Linked DNA regions of Mus musculus: region 1 is linked to region 2. The links are chromatin contacts, called in public Hi-C maps. All regions are on one chromosome and are shown on one strand. Each heading gives the region's core, a stretch centred on a gene start, on an enhancer-like site or on the middle of the called end of the contact. The rest is flanking DNA. Distances are from core to core; before and after follow the strand shown. Region 1 overlaps Cmklr1 (chemokine-like receptor 1). Region 2 holds the start of 1700069L16Rik (RIKEN cDNA 1700069L16 gene).

What was found. Hi-C and Micro-C count contacts between places; a contact is called where the count stands out from the background.
Region 1: a Hi-C map of cerebellar granule neurons shows a contact between it and region 2, with 2.9 times the contacts expected there. The contact joins the enhancer-like site here to the promoter of 1700069L16Rik in region 2. A contact is called at or near these places in 1 of 15 datasets of contacts at CTCF or cohesin (embryonic stem cells), 9 of 484 Hi-C or Micro-C datasets (the N1E-115 cell line, bone marrow-derived macrophages, cerebellar granule neurons and 6 more), 6 of 115 datasets of contacts at active chromatin or transcription factors (effector CD8 T cells, embryonic fibroblasts, embryonic stem cells and 3 more) and 4 of 9 other capture datasets (adipose tissue, embryonic stem cells, liver and 1 more).

The regions. Positions count from the first base shown.
Region 1 is chr5:113,618,907-113,621,606 of GRCm38.p6, forward strand. The region is part of intron 1 of Cmklr1 (chemokine-like receptor 1); the gene reads right to left. Among named protein-coding and RNA genes, the nearest start is that of Gm42002, 17 kb to the left of the region's middle. Within about 2 kb of position 1,390, at least 29 of the 459 cell types and tissues checked have an H3K27ac peak or open chromatin away from gene starts, as enhancers often do. A contact at or near this core is called in bone marrow-derived macrophages, cerebellar granule neurons, cerebellum and 2 more, where this site is marked.
Region 2 is chr5:113,723,444-113,726,143 of GRCm38.p6, forward strand. It overlaps 1700069L16Rik (RIKEN cDNA 1700069L16 gene), which reads right to left and starts at 1,329. Exons shown (of 3, transcript NR_033216.1): 1 at 1,188-1,329; 2 at 257-422.

The sequences.
Region 1 (2,700 bases), core at 140-2,639, 100 kb before region 2:
GCCACCTGAAGCTGGCAGAACCCAGAGCTTAACTGCCATGCCATAGGACTTCAGGACAGCTGCCGTGTGTGTGTGTGTGTGTGTGTGTGTGTGTGTGTGTGTGTGTGTGTGTATCTCCACAGTCCCAGGCATGGAAGATGGAAAACAATTTCTTTAGGGTCTTTCCCCATGGTGGACACACATGCATAGACAGAGAGGTCGCGCTGGGCCAGGTGAGCCCCAGATATCCCAAGAAGTAAGAAGGGCTGGCATCTAGTTTTCTGGGAAAAGGGACCTCTGAGTTGGTAAAGGACAAGCAGGAACTAGGATGTGAAAGCTGAGAGAAGAGGGAGGAAGCTCAACCCATTGGCCCCAACTGTAGCACAGGGGACTGAGAGAAGCTCATTGCTGGCCATAGGAAGATGACCCAGATGATGTCATGTCTGGTTTGTAGGCTGGGCTGGGAGAAGCTGGGGTCAGGGTCTGAGCCAGGGCCAGCAGAATAGGTTCCTCTGATGGTGCAGCCTTTGCCTCCCCGCCCCCAGCCCTCCAGAGGTGAGGAAGCCTCTCTCTGTTCCTGGGGACCTAGAGGGAAGTCACCTTAGCTGCCCTGTCTATAAGGGGATGTGAAGGGAAAGGGGTGCCAGGTCCTGTGTTATAAGAGTCTGCAAGGACTAACATCCAATGTAAAGTAGGGACTGACTCCCACACGCCTCTTGAATCCCCAAATCCTAGCATCCATTTCTGAAACAGTGTAATATCTGCATATAAAACCACACGCGTCCTGCTGAATACTTTAGCCTTCCTGGGGATTCAGTTTAATGTCTAATGTCATGGGTACACTGTGAGCATAGTTCTCTCTCTCTCTCTCTCTCTCTTTTCCTTTTAAAAATTTTTGCTAGCCGGTCGTGGTAGCACACGCCTTTAATCCCAGCACTCGGGAGGCAGAGGCAGATGAATTTCTGAGTTCAAGGCCAGCCTGGTCTACAGAGTTCCAGGACAGCCAGGGCTACACAGAGAAACCCTGTCTCAAAAAGCAACAACAACAAAAATTTTTGCTTGTCTTTTCTACTTGGTGTTTGTTTGTTTGGAGAGAGAGAAAATTTTGTTTTGTAGATCAAGTGGTCTTCAAACTAGTGATCCCCTGCCTCTGAGTTCTGGGATTATGGGCGTCTGCCTTCATAACCAGCTTCCCAAAATTCTCTTCATCTATGGCTGGTCAGATCCAGGGGATAAAACAATCCATTCAAAAGGAGGGCTGGCTGTGCTCGGAACTGGCCTGGCGCACTGTGCTGTGATTGACCTTCCAACACCCCCACCCCGCGCCTCACCCCACCCCACCCCCACCCCCGTGGCCTTTGTCAAGGCAGATGGGGAAAGGCCAGCCAGGGTGGCGTGAGGAATGGCGTGTTCCAGTCCATCTGTCTCCTGCTTGGGTTCAGGGCCAGGACATGGGCACAGGGCTGGTGGCTCCTGACTCCCAGGTGCTGTCAATCATGACAAGCCCCTCCCTCCTGCTGCCCAGAACACTGTAAGATCACAATGGATGCCTGGCCTCTGTCAACTCCAAGGAGATATAATATTCCTGTCCCTCACATCCCTCACACCCCTACCACCACCACCACAATGTTCATGGAATAAAGACATGCATCCCATGTCTACATACGTAGCTAACCCAGGCCCAATGTGCTGGCTCCATGCCAGACACACCTCTGCAGTGTTCGGGTGGCCCCACAGAGAAAACTCCGCTTGGTAGATGAGAAAACGTGTTAAGAGAGGTGAAGCCGGCCGGGCGTGGTGGCGCACGCCTTTAATCCCAGCACTTGGGAGGCAGAGGCAGGTGGATTTCTGAGTTCGAGGCCAGCCTGGTCTACAGAGTGAGTTCCAGGACAGCCAGGGCTACACAGAGAAACCCTGTCTCAAAAAACCAAAAAGAAAGGAAAAAAAAAAAAAGAGAGAGAGAGAGAGAGGTGAAGCCTCTTTCCCGTAGCCACACAGCTGGGAAGTGTGAGTGGAGTTTGCTCCTCAGGACTCAAAGGAAAGGCTCACACACACCCCACTTCTCTGAAGGGTGGGCAGCCCCCAGTCTCACCTCTCCGAGCCTCTGAGCTTGCATCCTGAGAGCTCAGCTCTCCCCTGTTCTGACCCCACAAATGTGCCCACTCTGAGCCTCCTTCCCAGGGGGCCCCTTAAGGTCGCTCGCTGTAAGCAGCGATCTGTGAAAGCTATACCTTCAGAGCTGTATGCTTTCCAGTAGCACCAGAAGAAGGCACCCACAGAGAAACACCCTTGAGGAAATTGTGGTTAAGAGCAACTTGGCTCCCCCCCTTGAACTGTTACTTCCTCTATCTTGATAACCTGTGATCTGAATTAATCACCTCTCCCCCTTTCCATGTGGCCACAAGGAAGCTCGAGGTCACATTTGCAGATCCCAGCAGTGACTCCCTTACCTCCATGCAGCTGTCCATGCTTGCCTCCGCGGGTCCTCGTGTATCTAACCCTACCCTGTACTGCTTTCAGTTCCTTGTGATAAGATAACGGCTGAGTTACGCAGTCACCCAGATGCTCATCTAAACCCCATTATCCTCCATACCTGCTGGGCTCCACTGTCCTCAGGGACAATACCGCTGTCCACTATGGAGGTGAGGCAGCTCAGCTCACATGGTGCTCAGCCAGTGACTGCTTCATGTCCAGATCACTCCGACCTCTACCCTTGGTTGT
Region 2 (2,700 bases), core at 79-2,578:
TTGACGCTTTTGCCAGGCTCCTATGTTCTGCAAAGAAAGCTAAGTTTGCCTCTATCGCCCGTCCTTGGCGCTCCTGTTCTGGGTTCTACCTGCAAGGCTCTGAGAACCGTGTGTTAGCCTGCATGGCTGCCCCCTTCCTGAGGTTCCCCCAAGGAGAGAGACTTCCCCTGGCTGACCCATCTAACAGGCTTCCAAAGAACCCTTTCTACTGAGCCTGGACCACTCTGCAAATCTAGGAGGAAGGATCCAGTTTTACCTCTTGCCAGTCTGGGGACAGCTGATGCAATCTGTCTCCTGCTGAGATGCTGGGCCCTGGAGCAGGAGAAGGGAAGTTCCACCTGCTGTGGGGCCAGCTGAGCGCCATGTGGCCAGGTCTGTTATAGCCAGCATTGCCAGCAGAAAGCCTTGGCTTCCCTTGTACCCTGGAAAGAGACCCGTTGTGTGAGAGTTGAATAGATAGAATTCATTCTCCAACATCAAACTGTGATAGTCTTTAAAGGGCAACCTCCAGCAACCCTTAGCCTGGGGTTGTTCTCCAGTCGCCTTTAGAGGGATCACCTTGACCTTGCACTCCCCCACACAGCTGAATCCGACGTTTGCCCCTCCCCCACCCTAGCCCGATCCCATCCTCTCTCACAGTGATGAACCAGCCTTGTCTGAGATATCCCGGATTCTTTTCTTTCATCAACACCTGCTCTCACACACCCTGTCTTGAACAGGCAGGTCAGGTTAGGGTGCTCTAACAAACGGTCCCCCAAGTCCCTCACTGATGGACCACCAAGGCTCATACTGCATACATTCAACTCGGACTGCATCTGCTCCGACTCCCCACTGGCACGATTCAGTCACCACCTCCATGGGCAGCGGCTGTAGCCTGTGAGAGAGGGAACGTGTTCTACAGTATCCTTCAGCAAGGGTCTGAGTCCTAACCCAGAACCAGCTGTATGACCTGCCCGGCCTTTGGATGCAGAAAGAAAGTTACTGCAGGGATGGACCTGACAGAGCTCTTACTAGTAGGGAACCGGGGGGGTGGGGGTGGGGGAATCAGGAGCAGAATCGACTTATCCGTGGATTATGGACAAGATATATCCTTTAAGGCACACAATTGCCTACTTCTGGACAGGTCAACAGCTCACCAGCCAGTTAGCGACAAATCCAACCAGGGAGGGTTCCAACTCGGTACTCACAGGAGCCAATTTGCCTGTCAACAGCGCCACCTGCTGGTCGATAAAAGTCATCCGCGGAGGCGCCCACCTGGGAGCTAGCCGAAGAGCAGGGCCCAGCCACTGCTCACCCAAACAACTCCCAGCCTAACCAGGAGGCAGCCTCGGCAATCGACAGTTAGGCCTGAGGACAAACATTCTAAATCGGGCGCCAGAGCACTGCACAGTTTTCTCAGTGGCTCTCCAGAAAACCCTATCTCAAGATGTCGTCATCGATGTGTCGAACAGGTGCCACTCATTAACAGTCATTGAGACTCTTTTAAGGGCTTTTTAAGTTGACTGTGTTGTGTACGGGTAACATTGTACAGACAGAGCAGGCTGTGTTTGTGTATTTAGGAGTATATAATAATTAAAAAGACCATGAACGGGGACTGGTGAGATGGCTCAACGGTTAAGAGCACCGACTGTTCTTCCGAAGGTCCTGAGTTCAAATCCCAGCAACCACATGGTGGCTCACAACCACCCCTAATGAGATCTGATGACCTCTTCTGGTGTGTCTGAAGACAGCTACAGTGAATGTACTTATGTATAATAATAAATAAATCTTTGGGCCTGAGCAAGCAGAGTTGACTGGAACAAGCAGAGGTCCTAAAATTCAATTCCCAACAACCACATGAAGGTTCACAACCATCTGTACAGCTACAGTGTACTCACATACATAAAGTAAATAAATAAATGTTTTTTAAAAAAAGACCATGAACTCAAAAGGAAGAGGTGGGGACATGGGAGCAAATGGAAGGGGAAATGGTATAACTACGTTATGATCTCAAACATATGTTTTAATTCTTTAGAGCTTGTTGCTTTTTTTTTTTTTTTTTTAAGGTAAGGACTTAGGTGGTAGGTGAGGCAGCTCCGTAGACAGAAGCACTTTGCCAGAGGACAAGCTGACGGGGAGCCTCGGGAGAGCTGCCCACCACCTTTGACGCAGGGTTGCTCACTTCCCTTTCATGGCTCGTCACAGCAGTGTGCCACAAACAAGTGTCCTCAGAATGGACACTGAAGGGGAAGAGGGCGTGGGAGTGCACCGGGTTGAATGCTGAGGTCGCAGGTCACCTCAGTCAGGTAGGCAGCCGGGAGCAGAAAGACAGGCCTGGAGGACACAGACAGATTCCTCCAAGACCCGGGAGAACCCAGAAAATGCCATTCGCTTCTTCTCCCCTCCCCACCCCTGCTGTGAGAAAGGAGAGGAAATAGGTATTTTTAAGATATAAGAAGATATAGATGCCGACACGACTTTATATTACGAGAGGAACTGCTGGCCAAGAAGCACCAAATTATTTACAGCATGTTTCCCAGAACTCAAAGAAACACTGAACTTTTTTTTTTAAACAGGCCTGAAACCAAAGCATAATTTATAACAATACATCAAACTTAGCAATACATAAATCCTCTCGCCTTACAAAAAAAACACACCGAGAATTGTTCACTCTCCGTAAGTGACTCAAGGCCAGCCTGAGGACACACGTCACCATGGACG